Linked DNA regions of Mus musculus: region 2 is linked to region 1. A link is a contact called in public HiChIP or PLAC-seq data. All regions are on one chromosome and are shown on one strand. Each heading gives the region's core, a stretch centred on a gene start, on an enhancer-like site or on the middle of the called end of the contact. The rest is flanking DNA. Distances are from core to core; before and after follow the strand shown.

Region 1 (5,699 bases), core at 2,131-4,630:
CCAACCAACATCTGATTTAAGGCCCACTCAACAAGATGGAATGCATACCTGACACTGCTTGAATGACCAAGAACTTGAGAATAAATAGGCCATGAACCTAGGGTAAAACCAAATATTACTGTCTTAGGGTTTCCAGTACTATGAAGAGACATCATGACCATGACCAAGGTAACTTTTTAAGAAAAATGTGTTTATTATATATAAGTTCACTGTAGCTGTCTTCAGACACACCAGAAGAGGGCATCAGATCTCATTACAGATGGTTGTGAGCCACCATGTGGTTGCTGGGATTAGAACTCATGACCTCTGGAAGAACAGTCAGTTCTCTTAACCACTGAGCCATCTCTCTAGCCCAAGGCAACTCTTTTTGTTTGTTTGTTTGTTTGTTTGTTTGTTTTGCTTTTGTTTTTTGAGACAGAGTTTCTCTGTATAGCCCTGGCTGTCCTGGAACTCACTTTGTAGACCAGGCTGGCCTTGAACTCAGAAATCTGCCTGCCTCTGCCTCCTGAGTGCTGGGATTAAAGGCATGCGCCACCACGCCTGGCCCAAGGCAACTCTTATATGGGACAATTTTTTTTTGAGACAGGGTTTCTCTGTGAAGCCCTGGCTGTCCTGGCACTCACTTTGTAGACCAGGCCTGCCTCTGCCTCCCGAGTGCTGGGATTAAAGGCGTGCGCCACCACGCCCGGCTATATGGGACAAAATTTAATTGGGGATGGCTTACAGGTTCAGACTTTAGGTCCATTATCATCATGGTAGAAAGCATGGCAGCATCTAGGCAGCCATGGTCCTCAAGAAGGAGCTGAGAGTTCTACATCTTAATTAGAAGGCAGCCAGGAGAAGACTGATTCTTCTGCACTGGGTAGAGCTTCAAAGCCCATCCCCACAGTGATGTACTTCCTCCAACAAGGCCACACCCACTCCAACAAGGTCACACCTCTAATAGTGCCACTTCCCATGGGTAAGCATATTTAAACCACCACAACTACTGTTTTTTATTTTTTTTTAGTGGCAACAAAATGACTCATAATCACAGATCAATGCCTTGCTCAGCTTTTATCTGAGAAGTTTACTCCTGCAGCAGATATGAATAAATACAGAGATTCACAGGCAGACATTATGCAGAGAATGAAAGACCTTGGATCACTTAGTCCTAAATGTGATGTCTTCATCAAATCTCTCCCCTCAGGGCTTAGAAAACTCCATGGAAGAGGAGAGAGAACGAACATAATAACCAGAGAGGAATGGGTCTCTATTTCTTGTGCCTTCCCTTGGGTTCTTTTCTGTTTGTTTGTTTGTTTTCCAATTCCACTGTTAGTTTTGTGTTATCATATATATATGTATATATATGATATTTTTGTATTCTGATTATTGTTTCTGTTCCTCTAACTCCTCTCAGATCCTCCACACTGACTCAAATCTCAACCCTCTTTTCTCTCTCTCATTAGGATATAAATAGGCATCAAAAATAATAATGACAAAATGAAATTAGATTAAAAATAGGACAAAATGGACTGGAGAGATGGCTCAATGGTTAAGAGCACTAACTGCTCTTCCAGAGGTACTGAATTCAATTTCCAGCAACCACATGGCGGCTCACAACCATCTGTAATGAGATCTGATGCCCTCTTCTGGTGTGTCTGAAGACAGCTACAGTGTACTCATATAAAATAAATAAATAAATTTAAAAAATAGGACAAAACAGAATAAAAAGAGTCAAAGAAAAAGCTTAAGGACCACGTATAGCTGCAGAGACACACACATTTACCATAGAGAAATCCTATCAAATCATAAAACCATCAAAACAAAACAAACAAATATATATATGTATATACACATATATAGATATATGAAATGGAAAAAAAACCCAATACCTTACAAAGTTTTATGAGACAATGAACTTCCAAAAATGCCATTCAGTTTATTTTGTGTTTGCCATCTACTACTGGCCATGGACCTTTTTTTTTTTTTAAATAGGGACCACTTTTAAAGAGTTTATTTATTTATTTTATGTATATGAGCACACTGTAGCTGTACATATAGTTGTGAGCCTTTGTGTGCTTGTTGGGAATTGAATTTAGGACCTCTGCTCACTCCGGTCATCCCTGCTTGCTCAGGCTCAAAGATCTATTTATTATTATAAATAAGTACACTGTAGCTGTCTTCAGACACTCCAGAAGAGGGCATCAGATCTCATTAAGGATGGTTGTGAGCTACCATGTGGTTGCTGGGGTTTGAACTCAGGACCTCTGGAAGAGCAGTCAGTGCTCTTAACCACTGAGCCATCTTGCCAGCCCTGCAAATATATTTTAACGGGAATTGTTGTGATTAATATTATTCTGAAGGTTGTTAGTGTTGTTTTATAAAAAAGAAAAAGGCCAGGGTTATGTTTGGTAGAGGCACACTGTATGGTGCAGGGGGTGGGGGAAGGGGGAAGGGGGAAGGGGGAAGGGAGGGCCTCTGCGGGCCCATGCTGAGGCCCTCCCTTCCCTTTGGGGTACTAGCTACTAGGTATAGTATAAATGGAATAGAGGGGCCTGGTGAGATGGCTCAGTGGGTTAGAGCACCCGACTGCTCTTCCGAAGGTCCAGAGTTCAAATCCCAGCAACCACATGGCGGCTCACAATCATCCGTAACGAGATCTGACTCCCTCTTCTGGAGTGTCTGAAGACAGCTACAATGTACTTACATATAATAAATAAATAAATAAATAAATAAATAAATAAATAAATGGAATAGAGTTTATTCAGGGCTTGGGGAAGAGGAGTTGAAGGGGGAGATGGGAGTTGAAGAGGGAGAGGGACAGGGACAGGGAGAGGCAGGCCATGAGTAGGCAGAGAGAGAGGGGGTAGGGATGGGAGTTGAAGAGGGAGAGGGACAGGGACAGGGAGAGGCAGGCCATGAGTAGGCAGAGAGAGAGGGGGTAGGGAAATGGGAAAAGCAGGGACAGAGGGGAAAGAGGGGGAAGAGAGTGAGGAGGGGGCAAGCATCCCCTTTTATAGTGAGTCAGGCACATCTGGCTGTTGCCAGGTAATTATGGGGCAGAGCCTAGAAAGGATGCTAACAGTTACACCCCTTTGTTGTCTTCAGACCATATTTTTCCCAGATAAAAGACAAAGAAACCTTTAGATTTATAATAAGCATAAAAGCACTAGAGCTGGGCAGATATCAGCTCGCTATGCTCTGTTGTCTACTTCCCTGTGGAGATCATTGAGATATCATTGGCCAGGTTCCACCTGGGCTGCTCCTACTCCATTAAGCCAGCCCTCAATGCCATGTCCTCATGACTCACCTAATAGGTGGCCGACTTCCTTCCTCTCTCCTCCTCTTATGGTCCCTGCCTCAGACCCCAAGCCCAGTAACTTCTCCACCCAGCTCTCTTCTCCTATTCCAGGAGGTAGGCATCTTTATTAACCAATGGGGGATAACTTGGAGGAAAGTTTTACACAACAAAAGCTGGTGTATTTGAGAATTTGCTTGTCTTGGGACTACCAGATCTTGGGATACAGTATTTAGCATTTGAATACATAGCTGGACCAACCCCACTATAGGGAATAACTAAAGAACTAAAGTTTATTTGCAGTAGTCAGTCAGCTCCCAGTTGAGCTAAGAAGGAAGGAAAGTAAAAAATATTTTAAAAGAATGGTTCTTAAATGCAAGTCCCTTACTTTGAGCATACTTTTCAAATTTAGTTATAATTTGTATACACTTATTGCTGTTATTATGTTGATTATAAAACATATTGAAAGTTCAAAATTATGAAGCAAGATAAAAACATATCTGAGCCAGGCAGGCTTGTAATCCCAACACTTGGGAAGAGGAAACAGGAGGACCAAGTGTTCAAGGTTAGCCTCAGCTATAGCGTGAGACCCTGTTGCAAGCCAGCAAGTAAACAATATATCTAAATACAAAAAGATATTCCGAATATAAAAGAAACTCTTAAGTCTTGATAGTCAAAAGAAAAATAGACTTCTCCTCTCCTCCGCCATCGCTGTGCACTCCTCCTGATTCGGCTTCTCGCATGTCTTCTCACAAGACTTTCCGACTCAAGCGATTCCTGGCCAAGAAACAAAAGCAAAATCGCCCTATTCCTCAGTGGATCCGGATGAAAACTCGTAACAAAGACAGGTTCAACTCTAAGAGAAGACACTGGAGGAGAACGGAGCTGGGTCTGTAAGGATTCACACAAAGGCAAGACTGAAGGGTTTATACTGAGTTGTGGTCAGCAATCAGTCCTACCAGATGGATTTCAACATTTTTAACCTGGCGACTTGCCTGTGTCTTAAATTAGGATGTTTGTCCAGTAATAAAATATAGAACCTTTCAAAAAAAGAAAAGAAAAGAAAAAAAGAAACATAGTTCAATTTAAAATGGTCAAAAGATTTGGATAGTCTTTTTTGTTTTGTTTTGTTTTGTTCTTCAAGACAATTTTCTGTGTCATCCTGGCTGTCCTGGAACTCACTCTGTAGACTGGGCTAGCCTCCAGTCCACGGAGATCCTCCTGCCTCTGCCTTCCAAGTGCTGGGATTAAAGGCTTGTGCTGCCACCACCTGGCTTAGTCATTTTATTTATTGTTTTTTTTTTAAATATATTTTTAAAGATTTTATTTTATTTATAGGAGTACACTGTAGCTGTCTTCAGACACAGCAGATGGGCATCAGATCCCATTACAGATGGTTGGGAACTGAATGCAGGTCCTCTGGAAGAGCAGTCAGTGCTTTTTTATTTTTTAGAAGTTGGGATGGCTGTCTAGTCAGTGCTGCAACAGCCTCACGTTTAATTCTCATAGGCTTTATAGACTTTACAGTATCGTGGGAAACAAAGTCATAAGCTAGCAGAGACAATGTCTGACATACATTTGATATTTCTACCCATCCAGGGGTTTTCTTACTCATTCCTGTCTCCTACTCCAAAATTAACAGAACATTCAGCCCCTTGCCTTGAGCTTTATGTGTATCCCCTCTTATAGTTCCAAGCATCAGCAGGTCAGGAAATCTGCCAGCAGACCCTGGCTGGCCTGACTTGGCAGTCAGTGCTCTTAACTGCAGAGTCATGTCGATTCTGTACAGGTGTACCAAGCCTCAACAAATAAACTTTGTGGACAAATGCAGGAAACACCCTATAGAGAGACCACACCTTTATATATTCTCTGTTGTCCTATAGGGCAGGCCTGCTCTGGACCTAATGGATTAAGGTGAACTTCCAGTAGGTTTAGAATCTATTTGGGGTGAGTGGAACTCTCTTGAATCATCAAGAGTCCTAAGAAAAGCTGGGCGGTGGTGGCGTACGCCTTAAATCCCAGCACTTGGGAGGCAGAGCCAGGCAGATTTCTGAGTTCGAGGCCAGCCTGGTCTACAGAGTGAGTTCCAGGACAGCCAGAGCTATACAGAGAAACTCTGTCTCAAAAAACAGAGTCCCAAGAGGAACTAATTTTGTTGTTCACAAACCTAGCTGGTCAGCAGCTAAGATTTATCTCGGACAACTGGAAAGCGTCAGCTTGTGAAATCTGAACACTAAAGCATCCACATCAAGGACTAAGTAGAGATGCGAGATTCAAAAGTAGGCAGAACCTCAGATATCAAGTGAAATTCTGGACAAGATCTTCCTACCTAAGTGTTTTAGCTGCAGACTGAGCAGCCATTCTTCTGAGGATGCTTTTCTGAGGCACATTTTGGCTGCGGTGGCGGTATTGTTGATTT
Region 2 (5,699 bases), core at 1,027-3,526, 70 kb before region 1:
CCACTGCACTGGGCTTCAAGACTATGGTTACAGTTTCACTAATTAAGTCAAAAGGGTTATTTCTAAATATTGGGGTAAGCTGGCATCATCTTAGCATTCATCTCCCTACCTTGTCTTCAAAGCCATTATCTGTGACTTGAGTTGGTGGCTTTCCAGGATAACGATAAATAATGAAATCTCGACTATACAGATAGAAAACAAAGGTAGATGGGAAGAGATTTAGTATAAATGAAATAGCCTTTTAACTTTTCTTAATTTCCCCATGAAGTGTTAACAGCAAAATATAATGTGGCAATTTGAAGGATCATTCAACTACTAACTAAAAGTTTTGCCCCACACTTTAACATTACAAGTGAAACTGTGCAGGGCAAAGTGACACAGGCCTTTACTCTTAGCACTTGGGAAGCAGAAGCAAGCAGATCTTTGTGAGGTCGAGACCAGCCTGGTCTATACAAAGCTAGTCCAGGACAGCCAGAGTTTGTTACACAGAGAAACCCTGTCTCAAAGGACCAGGAACACATTGCCTTAATGACAACATATAAAAAATATTAAGTATTTAAAAAGTTTTAGAAGATAGCTATTCTAATTTCCTACAGGAAATATTACCAGTTCAGCATTTTCAGTCTCTTAGTTTGTCTAAAGGCAAGATCTTGTTGTATAGTCCAGTGTGGTTTTGAAATCAAGATTGTCTTGCCGCTGCCTCCCTGCTCAGTGCTAGCTAGTATCATAGCCATGTCCCAATAACATACCTGCCTACCTTTTAAACAGCCATAAATTCAAACCGGGCGTGGTGGGGCACACCTTTAATCCCACCACTCCCGAGGCAGAGGCGGGCGAATTTGGAACTACAGAGTGAGTTCCAAGACAGTCAGGGCTATATAGAAAAACCAAAAACAAAAACAAAAACAAACAAACAGCCACAAATTCTAGGACAGAACTAATAACAAGGTCATCCACCCCAAAACTGTTATCAAATAGATTTAGCTTAACCCTTTTTATCCTACATTATTAAGTTATTAACTCTCAAATTTAATGAGTTCTAAAAGGATTCTGACAGACATCATTTCCATTCATATTTATACATTCCCTCTTACATTCTACCTTTGGTCCCTTTATTTGATACAACTTACTTATAAATTAGAGAAAGAGCTTTTAGTTCCAGCTGGCCAGCACTCTCCTAAATATAAAGAGTTTTGAAAAGCATTTTAGAACTATTAAGTAGTATTCAGCATGAATTTTAGAAAATTAAGATAGCTACTCCATAATATAAACAATTCAAAATAATGAACCCATAGCTCTTCTTAGCCATAAAAGCATAAAAGTGTAACTTATTTTTAAAAAGATAGCAGAATATTTAGTAAATGTCTATTTAAGTAAAAACCAATTAACAAAAATTTCTATATTATGAGTTTGATTACCACAACAAAAAAATAACTACTAATTGGAAACTTTGACTTTTAAAAAAAAAATAATAGCTGGGCAGTGGTGGCGTAAACCTTTAGTACCAGCACTTGGGAGGCAGAGGCAGGCGGATTTATGAGTTCAAGGTCAGCCTGGTCTACAGAGTTCCAGGATAACCCGGGCTATACAGAGAAACCCTGTCTTATAAATAAATAAATAAATAAATAAATAAAATCTCAGTAACATTACCACCTTTCTTTCCCACTTAAGTGAAAAAGTTTTATTTAAACACTGTCCATTTCCCAATCAGTGTATATTCTCAGGAGACCATAGAAACACTAAACACAATTCTCAATATTCAACACAAAACAGGCCATTGCATGTTACATTATTTCCCTTGATACAGTTTTGAGTCGTTATAGCCATAGATGTATTTATGTTTAGGTAATTATTTCAAACAACTATGAAGATGATATTTGAACTTACCTTGGGATCTCCCAACCGTTCCAGATATTTCTCAAAAGATCCCTCCACATACTTCAAAAACAAAACAAACTTGACTTAGCCAAATCATAGCATTATGGCAATCCAATTATATTCTACACTTATCACCATCTCACAAGAGATTTTTCCTTTCATTTGAGATGATAATATACTTCTCTTGGATTTCAGACCCAAGACAAATGTTTTTAACATACCAAAGAGAACCTGGCCTGCAGGTTCTCCCTGCATCCCTCAGACCTTAACCTGTTACAGAGGATGGCTGGCATACCCTGCCCTCCATGCTGAACTTAACAACCCAGTGGCTGAGTTTCCCTCTCACCCAGTTGCTCTTCACTATATAATCTAGAACTTTTGTCTCACTTCCCATTTCTCCACAACTCTCTGAGCAAGTCTCTTTTCCTCTTTCTGCACCACCCCCCATCTCTGTCTACACAGTGCAATCCTTTTCTCTTCCCTTCCCCTCCCCTCCCCCTCTGGCACTGGCTTGCTCAAACTCTCCCTCTCTACCCACTTTCAATCTCCACTTCACTAACCCCCTCCTGTGAGGTCTGAGAACTAGCTCTAGAGCTGCCACCAATAATTTGACTTGAACTGGCTCATTTTGTCAGCTGAGATAACTTATGAACTATCATGCATTAATGGGAGTAACTTAAAATAGGGCAAATTTTGACCCTGAAACTACCTTACTGTAGTAAGTGACATTGAAGATAATGAATTTATCTAACACACCCATAGGTGTCCTTGGGCCCTACTAGTTTTCCAAAAAAAAAAAAGACAGGCTGGTATAAACAAAGCATAAACTTTACCTGAGGGGATGGAAGAGCAGGCTTTTAACAGGGTGTTTTACACATCTTTTGTTAGTCAAAATATGGTCAGGGAAGCTACACCCTTAATTTACAAGTTTGTTTAAAATGCAGAAATCTGAAGCCTCAGCACAAAGGTACAGCATCAGAATTCATAGTTTAACAAAAGCTCCACTGTTATCTCTAAGCACAAAATACTAGAGTTAGGCTGCTGGGGAACATAGCTTTGCATTTCAATGCCAACAGTGCTATTTCTCCCAGGGGAGAAGAAGACTATAATCAACAAAATTTAAAGAAGCATTTACAGGATTTTAAGTCACTGTAGAGAAGATTAAAAACAAATCCCAAGGGCAGTAAATTGATATACAGACAAAAGAATCAAGTAGTAAATAGGCACATGATACAAGCTTAAAATCTAACCTGGACACTTCACTTAACAAAAATTAAGCTACTTAATGTATACAAAAATGTTCTATAAAGGTTGTTTTCAAGTCAAACATAGGGGCAGAGTTTCAATTTCCACAATTTATAATATTAAGACTAACGAAGATTTTCTTATGACTAAATTTTACAAGACTATTCAACAAGAAAAGTGGTACAAACAATACAAAATTGTGGTTAAAATATAAATGTTATGGTCTTGGGAATCTGTCTCGGGGGTAGAGGAAGAGGTAAGACTGGGGTTGTTACTTCTTTTAGTCACTGTTGTTCTGACAGTCTGCCTATACTGCTCAGACTGGCCCCACTGGATTCACAACTCATTCAGAATCCAGAGGACTGGGATGAGAGATCAGAGCTGGATTACAAACCTACACCAACAGGCCATTCTTAGTCTTTAATCAGCATAAAGCAATATTTTACTTTGAGGAAGAGGTACAAAAGCATGCTAGCTCTAGCAAGTCAGCTGACATTTAAATAGTTGCTTACTGAAAAAGCATAACTAGGTACTAGTAATTCTTTTTGCCCACTTACTATATACATTACCAACAACTCTCTTCAGTGCATATATTCTACTTACAGACTCAAAAGCTTGTTGGTTTTCCTTCATATATGAGACACAAGCTCTCCTGATCTGTAAATGATGGATCTGGCTGTGAAACAACTATAAAAAAAAAAGACTAGCTCACTGCCATGTCATTTCAAATAGACGTTCCTAAATTAAGACAATGAATTAGACACAAGTTTCCTAAACTAGAGCACATGTTGGAAACAGAGAAATTAAGTGCAGCTGCTACTACACCTGATCTTAGGCAAAGGCAAAGAAGCCATGCCTCCTTATGTTAAAAAATGGTCATCTTTATTGAGATTAAGGGCTAATGACTCTATCCTGGACTTTCAACCTCAACTTTCAACTTGTAAGGGTACAAGCTATAAATCGTTTTCTTATGCATAAACAAAGGAGTAGGGCATGCTTACCAAGGACTGAGATTAATTTCAATATTTTCCTTAACCTCACATTAATGTACCCCTCCCCGATTACAAACTGGCAATGAAAAGCAAAAAAAAAAAAAAAAAAAAAAAAAGTAGCCACAGGAGAACCGTATTTGCTCTAATCAACAACAGCACAGTATTCCAATCTGTACTTCTCAAGGCCTGGATACTTTCACTAAGAAACAGAAAATACATACTTGTTTCTTTCATTACTCTACAGATTGAACTACTGGACCACACCACATCTCACCCTGAAATCTTAAAACAAAACATCATCCATTTGTCACACTTATATTTACCTGCTCGGAAATAGCACGAAAGAGGCAAGAGGCATCCTTGGCAACCACCTTTCGAAACAGCCCTAAACTGCCTAAATATTCATCCATTGATGCCTCATTCAAAGACTTCTGGCCGCAGTACTTTTTCCATCCTTTTTGCATTGTGCATGGGATGATGAGAAAGGTAGAGAGGGGTGGAAAAGAGGAAAACACAGAATGCAGGTAAGAATAGGCAGTGGCCACAAGTACTGGAGCTTGTGTAGGCAGGTATCCGAAGCAGCTCAAGGTCTAGGCAGAAGGCAGTTGCTGCAGAATCTTGGCACTTCCCAGAAGCACAAGCAAGAGGCTGACTGGCGCAGGACAAGACAGGACCCTGTGGAAACACAAAAACGAAGAGCAGATGCTCCAAAGAGTAAGAAACTCGAGAAGACAATGCAGGAAGAAGGGAAACAGTTACAGAAAGGTGGGACCACAAAATCAGCTCAAGGCATAAAGAGGGACTAAGCAGCTGAACTCTGGAAATCTAAAGAGCTCCGGAAAGCTACTTCAAGAGGCAGCAAAGGAAATTACAAAAAGACTCACGTGTGTAAAACAGCCTACTCCACACAAAGAGCTTTGAGATCACTCCCTGAATTCCCAAAAGGTTTCTGTCCTACAGGTGCCCACCAGAGTTTCAGGGAAGTAGGGGTGGGGGAGTTATTTAACTAGTTCGCTTTAGTATTTAAGAACACCTTTTTTAAAAGACAAAGAAAAGGGGCGGGACCTCCATCTGTTGGAACAAAGACTCTCAAGCAACTGCTTGCCTATTTCAGCTAAGATAATAAAATCAAGTAATTTAATTCTAGATAAAATTGTCTACTAAGATCACTAATAATTAGTCCATTAATTACGCCAGGAAACTCCAATTCTTGCGGAATGTCAGGTTAATTCATACTACTACTAAAAACAGAGAAGTGAAAACAAAGAGTGAGATATGGCTCAGCGGTTGTACTGTACAGCACACGCTGTAAAGGACTTCCCAGCACCAATGTCCCTCCAGTATCCATGTGCATCTGCACCCACATGTGCATACCCTCAAAAGCAAAGATATTTAAAAATAAATCTTTACAATGTGTAAAATTGAATCAGCACAAAATATCTTACACAGAAACTGTCAAAAATGCAATTTAAATTTTGTGGGGTTTTTTGATGGCATATTGACATGTTGGACATGTTAGGTGTGTTTTAAAATGTTACCAGGGTACTTTGCCAGGGAAAAGGTACTCTGAATCATGGGTCAGGG

The links. HiChIP or PLAC-seq counts read pairs in DNA pulled down with a chosen protein or histone mark.
Region 2: a contact with region 1 is called in an H3K27ac HiChIP or PLAC-seq map of embryonic stem cells, with 13 read pairs. The contact joins two enhancer-like sites. A contact is called at or near these places in 1 of 484 Hi-C or Micro-C datasets (embryonic stem cells), 2 of 115 datasets of contacts at active chromatin or transcription factors (both in embryonic stem cells) and 2 of 9 other capture datasets (adipose tissue and liver).

The regions. Positions count from the first base shown.
Region 1 is chrX:144,266,527-144,272,225 of GRCm38.p6, reverse strand. It overlaps the pseudogene Gm15067. Among named protein-coding and RNA genes, the nearest start is that of Mir680-2, 28 kb to the left of the region's middle. Within about 2 kb of position 3,380, at least 4 of the 459 cell types and tissues checked have an H3K27ac peak or open chromatin away from gene starts, as enhancers often do. A contact at or near this core is called in embryonic stem cells, where this site is marked.
Region 2 is chrX:144,335,203-144,340,901 of GRCm38.p6, reverse strand. It overlaps a transcript of Alg13 not described here. Among named protein-coding and RNA genes, the nearest start is that of Gm33235, 20 kb to the right of the region's middle. Within about 2 kb of position 2,276, at least 21 of the 459 cell types and tissues checked have an H3K27ac peak or open chromatin away from gene starts, as enhancers often do. A contact at or near this core is called in embryonic stem cells, where this site is marked.